Regions from separate parts of the Nomascus leucogenys genome. Here region 1 is linked to region 2. Evidence: chromatin contacts called from public Hi-C data. All regions are on one chromosome and are shown on one strand. Each heading gives the region's core, a stretch centred on a gene start, on an enhancer-like site or on the middle of the called end of the contact. The rest is flanking DNA. Distances are from core to core; before and after follow the strand shown. Region 1 holds the start of LOC100593798 (neuroblastoma suppressor of tumorigenicity 1). Region 2 holds the start of CAPZB (F-actin-capping protein subunit beta).

Region 1 (4,706 bases), core at 843-3,342, 140 kb after region 2:
GGGATTTTTTTCACTTTTATTATTTTATTTATTTATTTATTTATTTATTTATTTATTTATTTATTTATTTATTTTTGAGATGGAGCCTCACTCTGTCTCCCAGGCTGGAGTGCAGTGGTGCGATCTTGGCTCACTGCAACCTCCGCCTCTCAGGTTCAAGTGATTCTCCTGCCTCAGCCTCCTGACTAGCTGGGACTACAGGTGCACGCCACCACACCTGGCTGATTTTTGTATTTTTAGTAGAGAGAGAGTTTCACCATATTGGCCAGGCTGGTCTCGAACTCCTGACCTCAAGTGATCCTCCTGCCTTGGCCTCCCAAAGTGCTGGGATTACAAGCATGAGCCACCGCACCTGGCACTTTTAAAATAGAGACAATACTTACCTCATAGGTTTATTGTGAGAGTGGCAACAGCTTGCAATGGGATGAGGCACATGGTAAGGTGCTCAATATGTGTGAACTATTGTAACGGTCATAGTTACCATTAAGGGAAGACCTATCTGTGCTACATCAATGGGGGATAATAATTACTTTATTCACTGGGCTTGGTGGTTCACGCCTGTAATCCCAACACTTTGGGAGGCTGCGGCGGGCAGATCACTTGAGGCCAGGAGTTCGAGACCAGCCTGGGCAACATGGCAAAACCCCATCTCTACTAAAAATACAAAAACTAGCTGGGCGTGGTGGTGGGCGTCTGTAATCCCAGCTACTCGGGAGGCTGTGAATTGCTGGAACCCGGGAGGCAGAGGTTGCAGTGAGCCGAGATCACGCCATTGCATTTCAGCCAGGGCAACGAGAGCAAAACTCTGTCTCAAAATTAATAATAATAATAATAATAACTTCATTCAACCAAATACATTGTACATCTCACCTGGCCTGTCCATAAGCAATGGAGACACTGAAATAAACACATGATTCCTGCCCTCAGGGTCTAATGGAGGAAAGAGATGTACACAGCTACTCTAGAGGGAAATTGACATGAACAGAAGTTCTCATCCTGTGCTCCAGGATCACAGGGGAGGAGGGAGATGCTCCCAGAGGGTCTTGGGAAGACTTTCCAATCTGGTGCTGGAAGAATATTTGCCAGCGATGAAAGGAGGGGAAGGGAATTCTGGGCAGAGGGAAGGGCGCAGGCAACAGCTAGGAGGCACAGATGCAGGCTGGGTATGGAGGGTGCGGGTAGGCTGGAGTACACCAGGGAGTTCCCAGCAGGCCACTAGGAGCCACCCAGGATGCTCGGCAACCTCATGAGTCAGACGAGCAGGGCTGTGTCTATCTGGAAGTTTCCAGCCAAGCTAGGTAAAACACATGGACACAAGTAACTATGCTGTAAAGCAAAATCCCCAGGTCCTACAATCGTGTCCCAGTGTCCTGGGCCACCACTTTCCAGAAGCAAAGTTATTTTTTCACCCTGTTGTTAAGCACACAGAATAGAGAAGGTACGGCCGCAATCCACCCAAGTGCCCACTGATTAGATAGGAACCCCCGAGGTGAGGCTGGAAGCTGGGGCCAGGAGCTCCACTCTTCCCAGGAGTCACAGAAGTGAGTTCATTTGCTGGCTTTCTAGTTCCTAATAGTCCCTGGGGCTTTTCGGGATGCTCAAGCCAAGTGCGTGGGGCCGAGAGCGACACTAGGATAACACTAGGCAAGGCTGAGCGACCCAGGCTACCAAGAGCACGGACTTGAACCGGGTCGCATGCCGGAGCGGACGGGATGGGGTGCACCGCAGAACTGGGGACTCCTGGTGCCGGGACGCGGCGGGCTGGGGCGCCCCACTCTCGGGGCAAGTCTGCAATGCCCGGTGCCCACAAAAAGGACACATCCATCTTTGTCACCCCAAGGCCTGGCACGGCCTGACGGCCCAGGCTCGGTAAAAGTCGGGCGGAGAGAGTGGAAACGCAGAGAAACCCGGGGAGGGCGCTTTAGAACGGGCCAGGGCGCCCGGCTGGGCTGCCCTGCCTCTCGGGCGCCGGCCAGGCGTCCCGGCCGCCCCACCACGCCGTCGGAGCGCGCCGAAGCTCAGCCCGGGGCGGGCGGGCCGGGAGAGGGCCCGGGGCCCCTGCCGCTGCGGCGCCCCCTCCTGCGCACCCGGAGGGAGAGGCCGCGCGCGCCCGCCCGCTCTTTCTGCGCGCGGCCCTCCCCGCTGCCCCCGCCCTCGCGCCCTGTTTGGAGGGAGCCACCCTGACGTCGGAGCCGCTCCCCCGCGCCGCGCGCCCGCCCGGGGCCGCAGACAGCGCGCAGCGCAGCCCAGCCGAGCGTCGCGGGGCCGCCCCCAGCCCTGCCGGCTGCCTCGCCGAGCCTCCTGGGGCGCCCGGGCCCGCGACCCCCGCACCCAGCTCCGCAGGACCCGGCGGGCGCGCGCGGTAAGTCCCGCCCGGGCCGGCACGCGGGCGCCCGGCTTCCAGAGGCTTCGGCAGCGGGGGCAGTGCCGCGCCCCCAGCCCGGAGCTGCGTCCCCCGGCGCGTCCGGCGGCCGCGGGCACCGGGTGGAGGCGCCGCCGCCGAGCTCAGGAGCCCTGGGGGACCTGGCGGGCGCCTCCGGACGCCGGCGCTGGGGACGTGGGCGCGGCACGGGGTGGCCGGGGGGCACCGCCGCGTCCGGAGCCCGTCCCCAGACTCGCCCCGGGATTCCGTTTCTCGATCGGAGTTTCCGCGGCCGGGAGAGAGACGGAGCGAGGGAGGGAGATGCGTGGCCGGGCGGGCCGGGCTCGCATGTCCCCCGGCCGTGCCCGGGCCTCGCCGCGCCGCGCCGCGCCTCTCGGCTCTGGACGTTTCCGCCTCCCGCGGCCCCCTCTGCTTCGGTCCCCACGTCCGTGTGTCTGTCTCTTCGTCGCTCCGTTTCCGCCGCTCACTTTCCCCGCGTCTGCCCGTCTCTTTCCGTTCCCCGCCTGCCTCCGTGTTCGGCTGCCCGCGTTTGTGTCTCTGCCTCTGGCTTTTCTCTCCCTCTGTCTCTGCGCTGCCCTCTGTGGGGGTCTCGCCCTGTGTCTGCGCGTCTCCCTGACCCCCCGCCCTCCGATCCAGACAATCCCCCCACTGTCGGAGGCTCGCCTTCCCCCAGCGGGGTTCACGAATAGTTTCCTGGACCGGGTGCGCCAAACCCTCCCCCTGCCTCCCGCCGGCCCCGAGGCCTGGCCCGGGTCATCTCCCTGGAATTGAGTCTGGGGCAGGGAGAGCCAGCCTTTCCGGGGGCTCAGTTTTCTTAAGAATTCCACCCCCGCGAGGCCGGCTGGACGACAGGCCCTGCTGCGGGCCACCTGCCCGGCCCGCTCCCAGGGCGGGGCAATTCTGATCGTTTACAAGCGGCGGCAAAGGGGGCAGCCGCCTGCCTTGGCGTGGCCGGGGGTTGGCGGGCATCAAGGGAGAAGGCCACAGTTCCAGGCTTTCGGAGGCCCTCGCTCCCCAAGCTGGACGCCACCAGCCTGTAACTAGGGGCACCCTAGGAAAACAGAGGTCAGGTCTGGAGGCCAAAGAGCGAGCACTGGCAGGGAAGCAATTTGTCAACAAGGAGCCCCTCACCCTTTGTTACTGCGGAATGGGGCCTCCCTAGACTCCCCCAGATGCTGGGACTGCTTGGGCGTGGTTTGCTTGAGTTGGGGCCAAAGAAAAGGCGAGGCTGCAGCGTTTCCTGGGTGACCCCCACCCCTCTCCACCCACCCCTGCAAGTTGGACCTCTCTCCCGGGCCTGTGTTTTGGAGGGGTGGACATGGGAGTAGGTGTTCTGCATCGGCCAGGGATATGGCCTCATTATTTTAAAGTGAAATTTCAGGCTGAGTTTAGCTGCTTCCCCCCACCCACAACCCCAAGGGTCGGAGGCTGCTGGAGCGGGCAGGGTTGTTGGTGAGGTCTGCAGTGGAACTTCTGCTGAGCAGATGTGCAGCCCGGCCCTGCAGCAGCTCATTAGCATGGATTTGTTTTGGAGACTGTTTTTGGTTTGCGGGCAGGAGGGTCTGCAGTAAGGAGGGCCGTGGCCTGGGTTGGGGGGCTGGCACAGAGGTGGCCAGGGCTGGAAGGTGCAGGCAGGCCTGGGTGGCACGGGGTCGGCCCTGTGTGTCTGCCCCCTGGACAGTTGACTCATGCTCTCCCCAGTGCTGAATGAAGGAAGGAAAAGCCATCCTGCCATGAGACTGGGGTCGTGGAATCACAGTGGCCTTAAGCAGTATGCTGGAGCCAGGCTCCTCCCTGGGGGATCTGCTGAAATGGATGTTCCCAGGCCAGGCTGCCCATTTTACAGGTTGCAAATGTGAAGCTTAGGGAGGGGAAGCAAATGGTCAGTGGCTCGAGCTGTAACCATTAGACTCTCCTGACTCCAGGCACACAGAGAGCCAATATATGAGCTTTGGCGAGAACTCATCCTCAAACCCCAGGGTGAGCCCAGGAAACACGGTCAGGCTGACCAGATCCAGGGCCTGACCTGGGTGAGCAGGGAGCCCCAGGCCTGACACTGCTTTGCCCCTTCACAGAGCAATAATTTTAGTTGCACCATTCAAGGAAGTCCCTGTGCTCATTCCAAGACCTGGAGCGATCGCCCCGCCCTTGCCAAGCCCCAAGCCTAGGGCTGCAGCCCAGCCGCCCTCCACACCCTCTGCGCCCAGCAGCACGCTCAGCCTGACAGCGGGGCACAGCCTGTTTTCTTGAATTTGGATTCTGGAGGAGGCTATTGTCTCCACGACCCTGTCTTAAGAGTCTGAGTGGGATCTTCCTCCCAGTT
Region 2 (4,623 bases), core at 1,804-4,303:
TATTACCTGCTAAAGGAATGCAAATAAATTCCATTTGCCTATGCATTTTAACTGGGAAGGAGAAACTCATGCCAACAAAAATCATGGAATTCATTCCAAAGTCAAACGCATTTTAGATTCTGAAGGCACTATTTCCCTCAATGGATAACAGAGATCTAGCTGTATTCTCTACCATCGAATCTACTGAAAATGAAAAACATGGTGATCTGAATTCATTTATCTACAATGCAACCTCACACCACCACTTCTGTCCTACCCCAACCATCTACACTGGCTTAATGGTCAGAGTATTCAAATAGGAGATAAACCTAACAGTAAGCAGTCAGAAATTACAAGCCTAAGGGATACTAAGAACAAGTGACTGAGAGAATGAATATGAAATCCAAGCAGGTAAGTTCATGGACACAGACACATCCCAAAGAGAACATTCCAACCAGTTTCTTCCAATGCCAGGTGCTGTTCTAGGCCCCACGGATACAGCTGTGGAAAACACAAGACAAAAATCTCTGCCCTCCAAGAGCTCATTCTGGCCCATGCTAAATATGCCTGTACCACCATACAGCTATTTCACTATAAACATGATTTCCTATACAAAGGATCTAAAATACAATCCATGGGCGATAAATACTGCTCCTCCCCCCTTGCCATGTTTGAATATCCCATTTTATGTTTTTCAAACAGTGTCATTAAACCTTCTGACATATAAGCAGCTTGGTACAATGGGAAGAACAGTTTAGAGCCTGCCAGATGTGCTTCCACAGACCAAGGGTGGTTCCTCCACTGGCTGAGCAACACCCTGAATAAGTCACTCCACCTCCTGAGCCTCAGCTGCCTCATCTATAAAATGGGGACAGCCCCAGAAGGGCTTCGTGTGGATGAAACCAGCTTGTACAGGTGAAGCACACCACAGTGACTGGCAGACAGTTCCTCCACCCTTTCCAGCCTTTTCAGATGAGAGCCAAGTACAAGACTCCTGAGAAGCTTCAGGTGTATGTGCTCCTCCTGGGGGGACTGAGGCACTTTCCCATCACCTGGTGAGAATCGCTGCTTCCTTCCTGCCTTATACTTTGTCCTGAGTGCGCACTCAGGAAACTTCAGCCCACTTTCAAAGTCCTCACCCAACACTGCCCTGGAGAAGTCGTTCTCCATCAAGGCCTGGGGCCAGGCCCACCTCCCCAAATAAGGAGTTTTCAGCCAAAGTTACTGGACTAATCCGAAGGCCTTAAAAGTGGCATTGCCCATGTTTTTAATCAGCATACAGGAAGGCATCAAAAGAAAGCTTAACCCATCTCAACTACTCACCCTCGTTCAGCAGCAACATCCCTTGACTAAACAAGGAACCATAGTCCTCAAAACACTTTGAGGCCCAAAGTCCACATCCAAACAGGCTCCAAAAATCCCTTGACCCTGTCACAAGAAGTTCTCTGGCCCTTCCAACCTAAGTGCTGGGCCTGTCCTGCAGAAGGGTCACGTGGCAGGAGGGCAGGTCTATCTGTGGGGGCCTATGTGAAACCCCAGGTTCCTCAAAAGTCTGGATAGCATCTGCCTTCTTTACCAAAACAAACACCACGAGCGGAGCCAGCACTCTCCCTAGGCGTTCTGCTTACCTGATCCGAGGGACTTCCATAATCAGCAGTTCCAACCCTTACAAGCTGACAGTTCAGAGGGAAGGGGAGACTGCGCCTGCTCGGGTGCATCGTGTCCAGGCCATATACTGGATCCAGGGCCTGGTGGCCTCCCAAGGCCACGGCCTCACAAGGGCGATTGTGCGTTCATCCTTGTCCTGTGGGCCACCCACCCTCGCCCCTCGGCTCCCACTCAGGCCCGGGCGCCGCGGACCCCGGCCTGCCCTGCAGAACGCTTCGCACGCACAGCACCCACGGCGGCGGCCTCGAGAGGGGCCCGCAGAACAGCGCGCTGCCTTCTGGGCACACCGATGCCCGCCCTTCCCTGGCTGGCTCCTAGGCGGCCTCCCTAGAAGGGGCAACTGAGAAGGCACAGCACCGGGACCACCCCATCCCTGATGGAGAGCTCCCCTCGCTTCCCGAAGGCTGCAAAGAAGGCGCGCCCCAGGAACAGGGAAGGGGACCCTGAGTCGTGCACTGGGCAAGGGGCAGGACCCTGGTGAGAGGATCAGGGCGGGGACCGAGCGTGGCAGACGCAGGTTACGCTAGGAGTGGCGAAAAGTCCAGGGAAGGGGATCAGGGTGGGGAGGGGGCAGTGAGGTCCAGACGGGAGCCATGGGCGGAGGAGAGGAGGTCCAGATTTAAGATCACAGAGGGAAGAGGAGATTCAGGCTGAGGCCACGGAGAAGAGGGGAAGCAAACCTAGGCCGCTGCAGAAGGGGCTGACCGGAGTCCAGCCTGAGGCCATGGAGAAGGCAAGGGAGGGAGAGAGAGAGGGAGGCAGCGGCCTAGCCTGGGCCATGGCAGGGAGAAACGATGGCCTAGCCTGGGCGGGAGAGACGGGGCAAAGCAGTCCTAGCCCTAGACCGGGGGAGGAAGGGGGCCCACGCCAGGGTCACCGAGGGGGTGCCTGGCTGGGGCCACTGTTCGGGAGGGAGGGTCTAGCCTGGGCTATGGGAGAGACCAGCCTGAACACAGAGGTGGTGAGTGGGACTCCAGCTTGCGCCAAGGGCGGGGGCTGGGAGCGGGGGCAGGGTCACTGCCACCCAAGTCGTCCGCGCCGGCGGCACCCTCCTGGGCGGGGAGGGACTGGGTCCACCCCGGGTTCGAGACCCCACCCCTCCCCCACCCCGGGAAGCCACCCGTCCCGGGCCAGGGATGGGCAGGGGGAGGGGGACGCGAGCTCCGGAGGGGCCCCCGGGCCGGACAGGGGGCCGTGCGGCCTTTACCATGGTGGCGGCGGCGGCGGCGGTCCCGGTCCCGGCGTCAGTGGCTCTCCCCCCCGCAGCAGGGCCCGGCGCTTCCACTTCCCCGGGTGCCCAGGAGTGAACATCCGGGTCAGCACCCCCCTCCCCCCGCGCCAGGCCGCCGCCACCTTCCTTCCACGCCCCGGCCCGGCCCGGGCCCGCCCCCCACGCCGCCAGCTCGCGGCCAATGAGCGCGCGGGGCTGCGGCGATCGCCAAGTATGGAGAGCGGCGCGGGAGGCGGGCGCCGACGGGGTGCGGGGGCGGGGCCTGCGCGGCGGGGCGGGGCGCGGCGCGGCTGCCGGGGGTCCCAGGCACGGGGAGCGGGCCGGGGCCGGAAAGGTCTCCGCGGTGTCTGAGGCCCAGTGCCCGACTCTGGGCCTGCAGCAGCGAGTGGCGGCGAGGGAACCGCGCACCACAGTCCCCGCGGGCGGGGATGCGGAAGGCACCGGGGCTGGGAGGGGACCGGCCCTCCGGGCCCCACCCCGTGCACGCGCTTACTCCTGGGGCGCACCCGGAACTGCCGCCGAGCGCGGACCGGCCCGGCCCAGCCCAACCCAGCACCGGGGGAGCGCGCCGGGGGCGGGGCCGGAGCCCAGCGCTGCCGCTCGCTACGCGGGATCTGGAGCGCCGGGCTGCACCTGAGCCCAGGCACGAATTGAGGAGCCTCGGGCTGACGCCATTTATTCAGCACCTACTATGTACCAGGACTTGTTTAGGCACCGGAAGATAACAGATGAATAAGATATAAAGATCCCTGCTGGTATAGCTGCAGACAGAATAGCTGTGAGGGTGGCACAGGTAAAGATTAGAAAATTAAGTTCAACAGGTCGGCCGCGGTGGCTCACGCCTGTAATCCCAGCACTTTGGAAGGTCGAGGCGGGCCAAGGTCAAGAGATCGAGACCATCCTGGCCAACGTGGTGAAACCCCGTTTCTACTAAAAATACAAAAATTAGCTGGGCGTGGTGGTTCGCTCCTATAGTCCCAGCTACTCGGGAGGCTGAGGCAGGAGAATCGTTTGAACCCTGGGGGCAGAGGTTGCAGTGAGCCAAGATCGCGCCACTGCACCCCAGCCTGGCGACAGAGCAAGACTGTCTAAAAAAAAAAAGAAAAAATTAAGTTCAACAAATGCCAGCTGTTATGAGTACTGTTGGATGTGCTACAGAGAACCATTCCATTAGCCCAGAAGGGCTTCCTCGCTCCACAGTGACTCAAGTTTCTGTCTCCCAATCTCTCTCTCTCTCTCTCAATCAAATATTTGTTGAGCTTAGTCTAGGTAGCAGGAGACCTGGATTGCTAACAATATCTGCCTCCGTGGCCTGTTTGCTTTGGTTAAATCAAATTAGGCGATCTGTGAGGGGGATGGTAAACTGCACAGGTGACAGGAATTGTTTCCCTGAGCCGGGCCCTGTCCTCAGGGAGCTCATAGACAAGTAAAAGCTTTCACAGGCAGCCACTGGCAGAAAAAGCATACGGGTATTTCTCGCAAGACTGGTATCGGATGAGTATTACAGAAATTCAAAGAAGAGAATGGCACACGCAGTAGATATTTATTGAGCATCTGCTATGTGCCAAGCACTGTGCTAGGCTCTGGAAATACAGCAATGAGCGAAACAACCCACATTGTTGTGGAGCTTGAGTGTTGTCAGGGAGACAGTCGGCCACCAGGCAAATACAGTGTCCAAGGCCAGGCACAGTGGCTCACGCCTGTAATCTCTGCACTTTGGGAGGCCGAGGTGGTCAATCGCTTGA

What was found. Hi-C and Micro-C count contacts between places; a contact is called where the count stands out from the background.
Region 1: a contact with region 2 is called in a Hi-C map of a lymphoblastoid cell line, with 3 times the contacts expected there. The contact joins the promoter of LOC100593798 here to the promoter of CAPZB in region 2. A contact is called at or near these places in 2 of 4 Hi-C or Micro-C datasets (a lymphoblastoid cell line and an unstated tissue).

Annotation. Positions count from the first base shown.
Region 1 is chr24:19,888,373-19,893,078 of Asia_NLE_v1, forward strand. It overlaps LOC100593798 (neuroblastoma suppressor of tumorigenicity 1), which reads left to right and starts at 2,093. Exons shown (of 4, transcript XM_012498520.2): 1 at 2,093-2,362.
Region 2 is chr24:19,747,376-19,751,998 of Asia_NLE_v1, forward strand. It overlaps CAPZB (F-actin-capping protein subunit beta), which reads right to left and starts at 3,054. Exons shown (of 9, transcript XM_030805430.1): 1 at 2,855-3,054. The coding sequence starts at 2,857.